Linked DNA regions of Rattus norvegicus: region 1 is linked to region 2. Evidence: chromatin contacts called from public Hi-C data. All regions are on one chromosome and are shown on one strand. Each heading gives the region's core, a stretch centred on a gene start, on an enhancer-like site or on the middle of the called end of the contact. The rest is flanking DNA. Distances are from core to core; before and after follow the strand shown. Region 1 overlaps LOC102552468 (a long non-coding RNA gene). Region 2 holds the start of Prag1 (PEAK1 related kinase activating pseudokinase 1).

Region 1 (7,152 bases), core at 1,660-4,159, 220 kb after region 2:
CAAGACTTCCAATGGAGTAACTGGGACAGCAACTCAGCCACAAAACCTTCTACTCACAATTTGTCCTGGTTACAACATATGCAAGGGCAAAGGTAAAGCAGAAATTGGGAAAATGGTCACCAACGACTGGCCCAGCTTGAGAGCCCTCCCGTGAGAGAGCACCCACTCATGACACCCCTAATGATACTCTCCTAAACTTGTAGACAGGAGCCTAGCATACCTGTCATCTAAGAGGCTTTACCCAGCAGCCAATGGAAAGAGATACAGAGACCCACAGCCAAACATTAGGTGGAACTTGAGGAGGCCTGTGGAAGAGAGGGAGGAAGAATGGAGGGGGTCACAGGGGTCAAGGACACCAAAGAAAACTGACAGAATCAACTAACCTGGGCCCATGGAGCCCACAGAGACTGAACCACCCACCAAGAGCATGCATGGGACAGACCTAAGCCCTCTGCACAAGTGTAACGTTCATGCATGTGGGACTCCTAACAACAGGAGCAGGGGCTGTCTCTGACTCTGTTTACTGCTTTTATATCCCTTTCCCCTAACTGGGCTGCCTTGTCTATCCTCAAAAGGAGAAGGTGTGCCTAGTCCTACTGCAACTTGACATGCCTAGGTGGGTCAACATCCATGGGAGGCCTCCCCTTTTCTGAGGAGGAGGAGCGAGTATGGGGGGAAGGGACATTAAAAGACTGGGAGGTGAGGAAAGGAGTTTTGATAGACATGTAAATAAATAAATATTAAATAAAAATTTAAAATTTGGCAATTTCAATACTACAGTGGAAGTCAGCACCATGTACCATTCAACCACCTCTAAGCAGCTCCTTGTAGGTAAACCCAAAGGTTTTTCCAGACCTCTGGCTATGAGCTTCAAAGTGAATAGGCAATTTACCTATTTCCAGAGTTAATGTTTATTTGTTCTTTCACATAACTTCATAAACCACAGAAATTTATTCTCTCACAATTCTGGAGGCCTAAAGTCTGGGGTCAAGGTCTTGACAGAGTCCTGCTTCCTCTGAAGGCATCATAGAAGGGCCTTAACCAGGCCTGTTACCCAGAGGTCTCCAGAAGTCATTTGGTTCAAGTGAGTATGAAACCTGTCTTTATATGGAGTTCTCTGTGTGTATAAGGCTGCCTCTTCTTGTGTGTACATGTATATGTGCACATTCATGTGTATGTGTACATATATGCATGAATATGTAAGTCGAGGTTGGCTTCAGATGTCTTCCTCAATCACACAATGTTTTTTTTTTATGAGATATATTTGATTGGGGCACTATCCAATTGCAAGGGACTCATAGCTAGTGCCTTCTCCATATGACACCATACACACAAATACAGACAACACACACAGAGGTGTTACACAGGGACACACAAACACTACAAACATACATAGGCAACATAAATACATAGATACTATACACAAACACAGAGACACCCTACACACACACACACACACACACACACACACACACACACGCATGCACGCACACACGCTACACAGACAAACATAGAGACACCACAAAACTATAGATGTGTGATACTGCAAACACACACTAAGATACCCACCCACTGCACAGTGCTAGCCTGCCCAGTGTGATACTCTGCCTGCTGGGTTTTAGAAGCACAATGAGAATGAATTTAGCAGCTCTGCTCCTATGACTACCCTTTCAGAATCTCATGCGGTCCCACACACACAATAGGCAAACCATTGCAAGCACTGAAGCCTTTCTTGTACATAGGGTGGGGAAAAATCCATATTCCTGGGGTTAGGAAATGTTCAAATAGCTTACAGATTATCCCTGCTGCAAAGTGTGAGTCAGCCGCTTTTTTTTAAAGGACATGATTCCGCAGATGTTGCAATGCCCTTGGAAAATGCCCTCCAAAGGACTGCGAAGAGGCGAAAGCGGGATGTTTAATTACAAGTAAATGCTAAAATTCTCCAAAAGGCTGATGCTTTTTATCTTTTAATTTTAAGTTATTAGGATTAAATTCCTCCGTAAGATCCTTGTGTGCTCTCTTAAGTTCTCTATAATGAAATATGTCTTGACTTCAAAATTAAAAACAAAATAAAAAAAAACAAGAGCCCTGGGAAGGCTCTCTCCTACTTCCCTTCCTTCACGGGTTCCCCCCTCTTCAAAAGCAGATAGTGTTAGATGTGCAAGCTAGCCATGTCAAATGTGTTCTTCTTGGGTAGGAGAAAATGCTGTACTCTCCTCCCTCGCTGCTTCCCTCTTGCTCTCTGTATGCCCCTATCTCCCACGCGGAGAGTCTCGATTTGACTCCACAGAGACCTGCCGAGGTTCAAACTCTCTTAGCCGGAGTTCAATTCTAGCAGGGTGTGGAGAGGTTGATGAGGGACTAGGGCCTCCGTGGCATTCTTCCAGTTCAGGCAGTAATGGCGGAAGCACGCAGACTCTTCCCACATGCTTGGAATCCTGGCTCTGAGCTGGAAGCTGCACAATTCTGCTTATCCCTCTTGTTCGGCCGAACCTGAAATGGCTTGAGCGGAAGGAAGTGGCACCAGATGTCATTATTTATGAGAGTTGGAGGATGTATGCATAACTTCGATCTCCGTACCAACCTAGCTTTTGAGCCCGATGCACACAGCGGCAGACGAGACTGCTGGACACACCGGTAGGCCCACATGGTGGGCACCTCTTTCTTGGTACACATGGGGCTATGCAGGCTGGAGGGCAGGCTGGCGGACAAGGGAACAGCCTTCTTTTCTAGATGGATGATTGATTGTTTAGAGAGTCACGTGGCCCGAAGGAGGAAAGTCTGGTTAATAGGCCTTAGATTTCAATCTTTGCAGGCCTTTCTTCACAGCAAGACAAGACCGTGAAAGGGGGCTACAACTGAAGGTTCTTCCAGCCTATTGTCTCCAGTCTGTACAGTGTAAGGCTCGCTCAAATACTCTGTGACCTGTGGCTGCTTTGCATTCCTTTTCTTTCCATAAGCCTCCGCCTCTCCCTCCCATTCCTCCACAGACAATGAACCATTTAACAAGGACTGGAGGCTTTGTTCCATCTCACCTATTCTAATGTCTCTGGATGAAACGCCTCAGGGCCATCTCTGATGACTATCAACATTAAGTCTCTGTCCCTCCTGGTGGCATCAGTCTTGCCTCGAGTTTCACCCCCAGAAATTGCCTCCTCCTGTCTTCTCTTCCTCTTTCTCACACCCCCACAAGAGCTCCTTTCCGCCTACCCCCCCCCCCCGCCCCATACTTGTCTCCTTTCCCAGACACAGGCAAGATGTCCCCACCCAAGACAAAGAAAGGTTCCTTTGTTATACCTGCAAGGTCCTAAATATTATCACCATTTAATTACTGTGCTCCTCCAAGCTAACGTCTTGGCAACGGCTCCTCTCCAGTTAAATAGGCTGAATGTTTTCCCGGGGAGGCCGCTTCCATGGGAGATAATTTGTGAATGGAGACTAATTTGAGGTATTGTTGCCACTGGTTTAAAGAGGTGACTTCAAGGTAGCTGAGCCTTAAAAGACAAATGCATGGCGGGAGAAGGGCATGCGCTTCCTGCTGGCATAGATCATTTTTGGGAGCAGACGTCTACCTTAGATTCAGTGTGACACAAACCAGTGGGCTGCATTATTAACTGGCCAGGATTCAAGTCTTCTCCCTTTCTTTTCTTATTTTTTTTTTTTTCCAGTACAAGGAGAGCAGGGTCACATTCATGATGTCAGGAATTGTTCCCTCGGTGTGTGCTCAGGCAAAAGCTTGTTCAGTGTTCCAGCATCTTCAGCCAAGACAGCCTCCCAGACCTACAGAGGTGTCAGAGCATCCTGACTTCTAAATTAGGTGCCGATCTAAAGAGAAGAGCAATGTTCTCCACACCTCCACAACTGCCCCAGCAGGGCTGTCCACTTTGTAGGAATCTTGACCTATACTGTCTGTTTCCAAAGATACGTGGTCAGATGGCAGCCTAGTTTTCTCAGAATGTCCCCATGAGGAGTAGCCTGATGTGGGCTGCTTGTGTGTCCCCTGTGGCGGTTCTTTGGAGTAGCCTGTTTTGGCTACTAAGTTTATAAAGGGGGTGGGGAGAAGGAATAAATGACAACTTGCTGGTCCTTTCTCTCCAATTCTAGAACTGGAAGCTAAAGCTTTTTGCAAATCTCAACTTTGAGAGTTGTGTTTAGAAGATCAGTTGCTTTCTCTAAGAGCTACTGTTCCAAGAAAACTTACCTCAGGGCCAGGGGATGTGGACAAACTAAAATTTGAAGTAAAGGTAAAAATCTACAGTCACAAATTGTTGTGTTTTATAAAAAGAAAAAGGAAAGTCAGGGATGTGTTTGGTAGAGGCTCGGTATGGTGCAGGGGAAGGGGGTGCCTCTGCGGGTCTATGCTAAGCATCCTTTGCCCCTGAGGTACCAGCCACATGACGGATATAATATGGAATAGTTTATTTAGGGTTTGGGGAGGGGAGTTGAGGGGGTAGTAGAGACAGAGAAAGAGAGTAGAGGAGTAGAGGCCAGCCATGAGCACATGGAGAGAGGAGGAGGGGAATGGGGAGAGAAGGGACAGACAGGGAAGAGGGGAAGAGAGCAAGAGAGTGAGGAGGGGGCAAACAACCCCTTATAGAGTGAGTCAGGCATACCTGACCGTTGCCAGGTAACTGTGGGGTGGAGCCTAGAAGAAATGCTAACACAAATGAAAGACAGTATGTCAAACAAGGAGGGGAGACAGGCCAAGAGGGCACCCCTCACTACTGGAAAACTCTCCTTTAAAAAGGTAAATGCTGATCTGGGTGGTGGTGACACACTCCTTTAATCCCAGAGCTTGATAGGCAGAGACAGGCAGATCCCTGAGTTTGAGGCCGGGCTGGTTGATAGAGTGAGTGTCCTCCCAGGACAGCCAGGGCTACACAGAGAATCCCTGTTGAGACTGTCATACTATTTTGTACCTTTGAATGAGACGGACTGAAATAAAAAATTAATTACTGGCCCTATATATTCTTTCTACCGCCAGCTCAAACAATGCCTAGTATTTGTAAATATCTGTGTTGGTTTGCAAAATTGCCACTGTGTGATATGGTGTAAAGATATATACATAGCCACTGCAAATCTATGGAGATGTGAGGACTATGGAGTACAGAAGTGGGGACACAGAAGAAAGCTCAAGACCAGAGTGTATGGATGTTTACAGCACTACTGGAAATGGTACCCAAGAGAGTAATGCGGAGGGGGTAAGGACTCAGGCTGTTTTTTTGTTTTGTTTGGCTTGGTTTGATTGTTTTTTTTTGTTTGTTTGTTTGTTTGTTTTTTGTTTTTTGTTTTTTGTTGAGAATTATTGTCTCTGGAGCCTTAAACTTTAGTTTATGGTACTTATCATCAATGTCTCCATGCTGGCATCACCCGATTGGCTCCGGTGTTGAAAACTCCTAGTGGGAGTTTGAGACTCCTCATTTACCAGTGGGATACACTTTAATAATTACAACGTCGGCTGGTCCTATCATGTGACTATCAGAGTACAGTTGTGCAAACTTATGCACGGTACACCACGCAGCTTCTGAAAATGTGAGCCACGAGTCCCTGTGAAATCACGTGACTAAGCATCGGGAATGTTCCGGCAACAGTAAAAGGTTTCCGGCTGCACGAAAACTGAAAACCGGAACTCAAGCATGTAATGAGTCTCGTGTGTTTCTGGCCGGGCTCACCAGAGTTCCTCACACAGCTTCTCTGCAGCCTGTATTCTGACACACGACCGCTCACTTTACGTTAGACATGTCCTCATGTAAGCCGGTGTTAACCAATGCTGCCTGAATCCTGCAGCTCAGATTCTAGGGTTCTGTACGTGATGGAGGGAACTGTCTTTACTGTGCATTATCTAGTGTTTCTCTCTGCCTTTACAGAAACACAGCGGTTTAACCACAGAAAACGGAGACATTTAATATTTTCTTACCGTCATTCTTTAGTATATGGGTATCACGTTAGTACATTTTGGGATTGCATTCCGTTAGAATGTTTGACTTTAAAAATTACTTTTTAAGGGGCTTACCTGACCTTCATAAAAAGTCCTTGGCTTGAGTTTTGGACACAATTTCCATCAATTTCTCAAATGGCTATAAATATATTTCTGCCATTTGTCCTGTGTGTCTACGCAGAGCAGTGTCGCCAGCATGGATGATTGTAAAACTGAAATATGTCAACTCTGAAAAATATCGAAAATGGTGTGCACCCTGCAGCATCAAAGACTCAGCCAAAATTTAATTCTTTGTGTAAAAACAGGCACATGCATCTGTCTCATTAGCCTGAAACTTTGTTTTCTTCACTAATGAGTGGTAAAAATTAGTATCTCAGTAAATGCTTGTTTTGCTTATCTACTTTAGACACTTAATGTTCTCAGATGAAAGTGGGGATCACAAGTGGAAAAGTATTAATAATAATAATAATAATAATAATAATAATAATAATAATAATAATTCAGCCTGTTTCACTCCTAGACTCCATTGTACATGCATTTTGTATGGGACTCTAAAACCAAACCACTAGTATGGCACGCGAGACTTTTAGACATATTTGTCGTTAAATGTATGCATTTACTAGGTGCATTTTGTATTATTTTGACATACTGTGCATATACGAAGCATCAAGTATAATAAGTTGTGGGGAAAGAGGACCCTGTACTCACTGCTGGTTGGGGTGGTACCACTGTGAGAATCGGCGGGAAGAGTCCTCAAAAGGCTAGAAGTAGATCTGCTCTATGATTGAGCTCTCCGTCTGCTGCGCACACACCCAAGGAACTCTACACCCTACCACAGAAATACCTTTTCGTCTGTGCTCATTGCTGCTCTCTTCCTAGCAGCCAGGAAGCACAAAAACAGCCCCAATGTCTACCGACGGTGAACAGGTAATGAAAATGCGGTGCAGATACACAGTGGACTTCTGCTCATCTGGAAAAAAAATAAAAGTATTTGAATTTTATGTAACTAAAAGGACCTGGAATCAGTTGCCCCTGAGTGAGGAAACCAGGTCCAGGGAGACAAAAAAAATCACGAATTCTCCCTTATGTGTGTGTGCTAGCTTTTCTTCAGATATGTGTTCAAACCTCTCGGCTCATAGACATGTAGAAAGCAGTAAGGGACTGTGGTGGGGAATGTTATAGGAGGAGGATAGAACACAGGACAGGAAGGGTTA
Region 2 (7,459 bases), core at 2,463-4,962:
AAACTAAAGAGGAACAGAAGCAGGCAGGGACTCTGAGATGGAAACTGCTATCCATGCTCCTGATGCGTTGTTGAAAAGTGGGTGAGGTGTGGTGCTGGCTTGCCCCACAGGGGCACCTTGTCAGGGATGTTTGGCATCACGGGAATTCTGCCCCCTCCCCTTGCTTAATCTACACCATTCAATTCTGCGATGAGGTAAACAAAGCAGGGGGCCACATGCCAAGTTGGAAACAGAAGACAGAAACGCCTGACTCCACAGTCCTGGGCTAAGAGAGACTGGGCAGACTATGAGAGAAGAGGTTATCCAAAAGTTTTCCCTATCATACCCCTGGGAACAGGTAGTCACTGTGTCAAAGCAGCTCACTGCTTCTGAAAATAAATATAAAAGCCCCATTTGCTCCCATAGAGCTCAGTAAATTTACTCCTCAGCAGGAGCTCAAAGGGCTACGCACTACCCAAATAATCCAAACAGCACCTCAGAAGGCAGCCGTGAATCCCATTCTACAGGTGCAGGTGTTAGAGCAAAGAGAAAGGCCTGCCCATCTACACCAAGTTTGCTGCTTTCCGAAAATAAGCCACCCCACCTCCCCTTCACCGTGCTCAGTGTCTGCTCACTGCTCACTGTTCTGTTTCTTAACTGAGGATCTCCAGCATCCTTCGGGAGACTGCTCTAGGAAGGAAATCTTGTGGAGGTCCTGAGATAAACAGGTTCTCCTTGAACTGGGAAAGCACTGCCCTTGGGGGCTATACTCCACCTCCTCAGGTGAGAATCTGCCCGAGGTTAATTCTCTCTAAGCAATCAACAGGGCTAACCAGAGAGAATCACCAGGGGCTCTAAGGCTCCGAAGATCATTCCAGACTTCTTGTGGGAAGCACACCCCCTCTCGTCTCCCACACTCACAGACAAGGTGCTTATCCAATGGGTACAGACGCCAAACGTACCCCTGCTCCAGCCAGGTAATGAGGAAACGGCTTCCACAATAAACAAGATGAAAACACACACAGTCTGAAATCTGAGTGCTCCTACCATCAGTACAGGGTCTTTAATGATTCTTCTAGATTCTTCTTCCAGTCCACCCAAACAGCCCATTCCTTCTCTGCCAGATCTTCCAAAAGAGGTGGCAGGCTCTCAGCAAGCGGAGGATTCACAACCAGGTTATGTCTCTCTCCTGTAGTCACCAGCCTTGGAGAGCTAAATGCTTGCTGCTAAGTTTTATGAGGGATGCAGGGGGTAGGGGTGGGAATGGTTGGAAGGCGTTTTGTTTTAGCCTTCGGAGAAGTTGGGTTTGTGTGTAAAGCCCCATTAGAACTACCAGGTCGTAGCAAAGTCACATTCGGGCCCACGCCTACTGTAGGGAGGGCTCCAGCGCCCTTTAGTGTGCTTCGGGGAGAGCCTGGACAGGAGCTCTGTGGAGCAGTTTCCTGGGAAGCTGGGGAGGCTGGCATCCAACCACTTCCTCAGAGGCTGCGTCAGTCACAGTCACACAGACACAGCTCGGGGTGGCCGCATCTCATTTCCTCTTCAGCAGGCAACCCAGAACACCCAGATATCCCACTTTCTAAGGCTCCCCCCTTTTGTAGCCATCAGCCTCTGACAGCCTGGAGAGTTCTGATTATTGTACTGTCCTGCCAGAAGCTACCTTGAGACCACTCATTCATTCATGAGCACTCTCTTTGCTCTCTCCCACAACTCTGACATTTTCTGCAGGCTGATCACAACACAGAACACACAACTGCCCAGAAACACAAAGGATATTTTTTTAGGGGAAGTGGCTGAATAAGAGTAACAAAGGAAACCACGGGCTGCCCTGACTCACTGAGTCCTGTTAAAACTGGCTCCTTAGTCTCCCCCATCTCCTCTTTGGAGCTAGAACAGCCTCTGAAGTAACCCTTCTATGCCTGGAACTGTCTCCCGTTTGCTTTCAGGAAAAAAGATGGTGAACCATGCAAATGACACTCAAAGCAGGAGTAGAGAGAGCCCTGGGTAGTGCCAGCTCTCCGAAGCCTGGGAATGGCACCTTCCTAGCTCACATGCCTACCTCAGAGGGTAGGTGGGCCCTCAGGATTATGCAGATTCTCCGGTTTCTCAGTGGGAGGTTGCAGTGTAAGATCAGGAAAAGAGCTCAGCATTCTTTGTGATCCTAGTCACGATAAAATAGCATTGCTTCTGCAAACTTCTGCACCAGGATTTACAAAGCTGAGCTGTCAGATACACTCCCACCCCATCTCAAGAAGAATCTGAAGGATCAGACTGGCCAGATCCTAAGTATTTGGGCTCTAAATACCCCTCATATTTGCACCCAAATTTGCTCATGCTTTACTCAATAGAATTCCAAAAATTTTCCATCTAAATAATATTGTTTCTTATATTTTACAAAAACATGATGCAAAACCCAAAAAGGTATAGTATGTATGTATGTATATATGTATGTATGTATGTAAGTATGAATGGATGGATGGATGGATGGAAGAACAGCATATAGATTAATGCATTATATTCCACTGACCAGAGTGGTCCAGGCAAAAAGCAGGAAGTGACTACCCTAACGCCCCCACACCACCCCAGCCCCGGCACTGAGGATATTTACGTATCTTTTTATTTCCTTCTTTCTGAGCAATCCTAACTCAGCAGGAGGAGTGTGGACGTGAAGCCTGCACAGTCTGAACCAATAAGGGGAGTAAAGTTCTGAGGGACCCTAGGAAAGCCAACTTGCTTTCCCCAGGGCTTCCTGTCAAATCTCCTCAGAAGGGGCTGTAAAGGAGAGACGAGAACAGTGATCAGTCAAACCTTCACAACCCGAGTCTGGCCTAAGTGCCCTGCAAAACTCCTCACACCGGCTGTGCAAAACCACGGTTGAGCTTTACCTGGGAGGACAGAAACAGTGAGCGAGCGCTGTGGACTGAGAAAGCTCAGCCGCCTCCAGTCCCATTCCCAGGACTCACAAGTGGAGATTCTATTTTCCAAGTGCAAGCGTGCTCGCGTGTGCTTGTGGGTGGATGTGGGTGTGTGCGCCCGGCTGCAGAGAGGGTTCACAAGCAAAGGTTGAAAACTAGCTCCAGGTATGGAATGATCACCAGGTTCATCAAACGGATATCACCTTCCTTTGGAGATCAGCTGCAGCCTGAAGGTGGCTTCCTTGGACCCCCCAATTAGTCTGGCCGGAGCAGCCCGAACGGCCTCTGCCCCTCTGCTCCTTTGACAATACTCATGGCAGAAAGCAGTTCCCAACACACAAAACAGAGCAGCCAGACCAGCAAGACCAGTAAAACCATTACAGCAGTCTATCACCCTTCCCGGAACTCCAAGGAAAAGTTTCCCGATTTCAAAGCGGGCATTTCTCGAATGAATTGAAAATACCCCCTCCGGCTCCCTAGCTTTCCCGTTTCGGCGCCTGCACCGAGGGCACAACCCGGAGCACGAGGTCCGGACTCTCCACGCGCTCCGATCGGTCGCCTGTCACCCCGGGGGACGCCAGTAGGGGCTGGTTCGCCCCGCCACCACAGAGACTCTGCGAAAGCCCCTGGGCCGCCACGTTCGCCAGACAAAAAGCGGCGGGATCTGGAGAGAGAGTGGTGGGCTCACCTGGGGAGCTGCGGTTCCGCAGCTTCGCCGTCGGTGGCCCAGCGGTCCGCTGCCCCGCCGGGCGTCCCGGAGCATTGTCTGTAGCGTGTCTGCGCGCAGTGCTTGCCCAGCCGCGGGCGGCTGACTTCTGCCTGGGCCCGGCGGCCGGGTGGCAGCTGCGATCGCGGCTCCGCCCCCTCCGCCTCGGGTGACGCCGCCCGCCCGACTCCCGCCGCACCCCCGCAGTCCTCGCCGCTGCCCCGCGTTTCCACCGGGCCTGCGCGTCCCGCCACTCTGCCGGTCCCCAGCCCTGGAGGGCGGGAGATCGCCCCTACCCAGGTCCCTAGGAACTCCGCACTGCGCCCCGCCCCCTCGCTCGCCACCGCGAGGCTCCGCCCCCAGTCCGAGCCCTGGCGCCCCTGGACCTGGAGCTGAGCCCCCAAGAGCGTCCCCAGCTCAATCCTTGCTCAGTGCAGTTCTGCTAGGAAGATCTCTGATGCTCCCAGCTTTCCTTAACTACAATGCTCAGATAGGTGTGCCGGAGTAGATTTATTCTCATCCCTCCACCCGGACGACCCTGGGAGACCCTGGTGGGGAGGGAGAAAAAGAACGAAACACGGAAGAGAGGGGGTCGGGAGTACAATGATAAGATCAAGGGCGGTGGGCTGTGAAAGGGGCGTGGGCGTCGTCACTACCACTTACTGTTATCCTACGAGCTGGGCTGGCAATTCTGAGATTTCAGGTCCTGCTCAGCTCCTCATGTCCAGGCCTCTGACAAATGGTTCAGCACATCTCTTTGAACTTTAGTGTTAAACATTGGAATGCAAGTGTTGGCCTGGAGGACCGGCCTTCAATCATGCTGGGGCACCCAGCTCCTCCACCTGTGTTTACACCCGTTTCCAGTGCGTGAGTCACTGGCTGAGATACAAGGAGTTCGAGATATTGTTCCTCGGGCGAGAAATCTTTTAACTCCCAGGAGAACCAGCCAGTCACCTCCCTTCCTCCAGCTGCCTGAGTAGGACAGACTTGCACCTTGCCCTGGGTGTTCCCCCGAGAACCCAGGCATTGAAGTTACCTCTCAGGGCTAAGCCTGAGTGAAAATGGAATTCTCCCCCGCCCCCCTCCCCAACACGTCTGGTTGCTTCCCTCTGCTTTACAGAGACAGGGCAGTGTAACTCCTACTTGGAGTTACACCCTTAATCAGGATGACTCTACTTCGAGAAGGAAGGTACCATCCCAGCCACCCACCCCACCCCACGCCCTCTTCTTCATGTGGTGCTAACACTGGCAGGGCTATATAGAAGTTGCAAGAGGGGAAGACATGTTTTGGATAGCTTCTATGTGAGAAGGGGAAAGAGACCACAAGGAGAGTTTACTCATCACCCCTCATTACGCATATGAGTGTGGATAGAAGGAAAAGAAGATGCAGATGGATGGAAGCAATACGAACATTTACAAAGAACCGACATCATGCCAGGCACCGTCACAGGGCGCGGTTAGCACGTTCGACACAGCATAAAATAGGTCCGGAAGGGGCCTATCCTTTGCCAGGGCTCCCCGGGTGAAAAGCTGTAGTTTTGAGATGGGAAACCAAGAGCTGCCTGACTCCACTGAGAGTCCGACATGTTGCCCTACCCACCAATCCTATCAACCAATTCGTAGGAAAACTCTGGTGGAATGGCGCCAGTAGCGTTATGTTCTCCCGAGGGATCCACTTACTTTAGACACCAGAGGGGAAGGTGCCAACAAGTAGGCAGGTACAAAATGGTCTGCACTGGACAAACAGTCCAGACCAAGAGGGGCTTGCAGTTCAGTAACACTGGGCCCTCTCACATGGGTTTTTGACTCATTCATGGCTCTCAGGATTCAGAGCTGCCCGACTCCACATCGTCCATTTCTTTCATTGCAAAGTCCTCTCCAAGGGGCATAGACACTTCCCACGATAAGGCCATGCCAAGCACATAAAAGACACCTTCAACTCTTTACTTCCTTTACCTAATGCGTCCTTAATGCACAAACAACCTAAAGAATCCAATTAAAAGAATCGAAGTTTACAACAAACATGGCGGGACAGCGAGACCGCCAGGGTTCTATATCATGACACAGCGAGGGAAGGGTTAATTTGGAATTTCTGCTCCATAAACTGTTCCCAAATGGTTTGCTGCACCCATAAGAGATAAATACACAATACTGCCGCTGCTGATCCATAGCGTGGCTTCTTTTCTTTTCTTTCCTTCTCTTTTCTTCTCTTCTCTTTTCTTTTCTGCCGGTAGCAGAGAAGTCTTCAGCCTGCCTAATGAAAAACAAATCTTCAAAAGTGACTGAGACAGGCACGAAGTACCACCGGCTTGCACAGCACTCTTCCTGCAGCTCTGAAGTGGGTTGTGTCCCCTGGTAAGCTCACGCGTGTGGTGGCCATTCCGCTCAGACTTGCACCCCGCACCCTGCAATGCAGTGCAATTTGTGCGTGCTCAGCATCTGGCGGCTTACTGGTTGGTTTTCATGGTGATTTCTACTCAGGACCTGAGTTCTTAGATACAGATCGGACCTTTTATAGGAGCAATTCTCTTGGGTGTTTTAGTGCTTGGGCACCATTCTGTACAAGAGAGCAGTTAAATTTTAGGAGATTGAGAGACAAGATTGAGACGGGGGTACTTTGGGGTAAGGTAAAGTAGTTTATATCTGAAGATCCCAAGAGGCAGAATCAGGAAGTATGTGCCATTAAGTTATGTTAAGAAAACACCAGCTGGGATATTTGAGAAGGCTCAGAAAGCATGAAGACCGGGCTAAAGAATTCTCATTCATGGTCTTTTTCCATCTGACCAAAACAGAAATGCCTCTCACCTTAATGTCAGAAAGGTGTTCAATTTCAGTCCATGAATATTTATTGAAGTTGCTTCTCCCTAGGAAGCTATGGATGGGGTTTTATAGGGGAAACAGTAAGAGACAAGTGGAAGCTCTCAGAAGGGAATGGAGTGAGTTGGGGCGGGGCAGAGAAAGAGACACAGTAGCCCTTTCATGGAGGAAGGGACCTTTGCACAGTGAGAAAGGGACAATGGGGACTTTCCAGACTGCAGGTATGGTATCTACAAAGGAATGGATATGGGAGTGGCCCAAGACTTCGATGGCAGTCCAGCTGGAGCACGATGACAGGAGACACAGTGCAACTGTAAGGTGACACGGGATGGAAAGAGCTGGTTTTCAGGTGAGTCAATCAGAAAGCACAGAGATTTCTAAGCCAGAGTGTGATGTCATCTAAGGTATTTTCTCTTCAGGACTCCTTGGATCTTGTATTCCAGACTGACTAGGAAGCAGGGAAAGAGATTAGAAACAAGAAGCATGACAGAGTTTCTACCCCAGGTCCAGATGGGAGACGGTGGCCTTGGATAGGGGCACAGCAAGGAAGAGAGCAAAGATGGCTTCTTTCGAGAGGTTCGGACTTGGAGATGACTACAGCATTGATGGATGGAGTGCCATATTTACTAACTTACACAATGAAGCACTGGCTGTGTCAAGCCAAAAAGTGCACAGTTATGTATGTGGAGTCTCTCATTTAAACCTCACAGAACCACTGTGTAGCGGAAGACAAGGAATTAAAGATTCCCAGCAGAATTCTGATCTCTGTGTACGGACAGGATGGTAGTATCCTTAGTACCAATAAGAAGTCAGTGGAGGGGTTGGGGATTTAGCTCAGTGGTAGAGCGCTTGCCTAGCAAGCGCAAGGCCCTGGGTTCGGTCCCCAGCTCCGGGGAGAAAAAAAAAGTCAGTGGATATCGCTCAGGGGTAGAAAGCTCGTCTGGCAAGCCAGAGAGCTCACATGTAATCCCCAGTAGCCATCTGGCAGAGGAAAGGATGGCATTGAAGACCTGAGAGGGGAACTAGGAACCATATCATCAAT

What was found. A called contact is a pair of places that touch in the nucleus more often than the background predicts.
Region 1: a Hi-C map of the Rat2 cell line shows a contact between it and region 2, with 2.2 times the contacts expected there. The contact joins the enhancer-like site here to the promoter of Prag1 in region 2. A contact is called at or near these places in 3 of 12 Hi-C or Micro-C datasets (the Rat2 cell line, mammary epithelial cells and psoas muscle) and 1 of 1 datasets of contacts at active chromatin or transcription factors (oligodendrocytes).

Annotation. Positions count from the first base shown.
Region 1 is chr16:63,065,057-63,072,208 of GRCr8, forward strand. LOC102552468 (a long non-coding RNA gene) reads right to left here. Exons shown (of 4, transcript XR_010058420.1): 2 at 6,783-6,908. Among named protein-coding and RNA genes, the nearest start is that of Cldn23, 48 kb to the right of the region's middle. Within about 2 kb of position 2,910, at least 5 of the 93 cell types and tissues checked have an H3K27ac peak or open chromatin away from gene starts, as enhancers often do.
Region 2 is chr16:62,840,820-62,848,278 of GRCr8, forward strand. Prag1 (PEAK1 related kinase activating pseudokinase 1) reads right to left here and starts at 3,713. Exons shown (of 6, transcript NM_001107315.1): 1 at 3,583-3,713.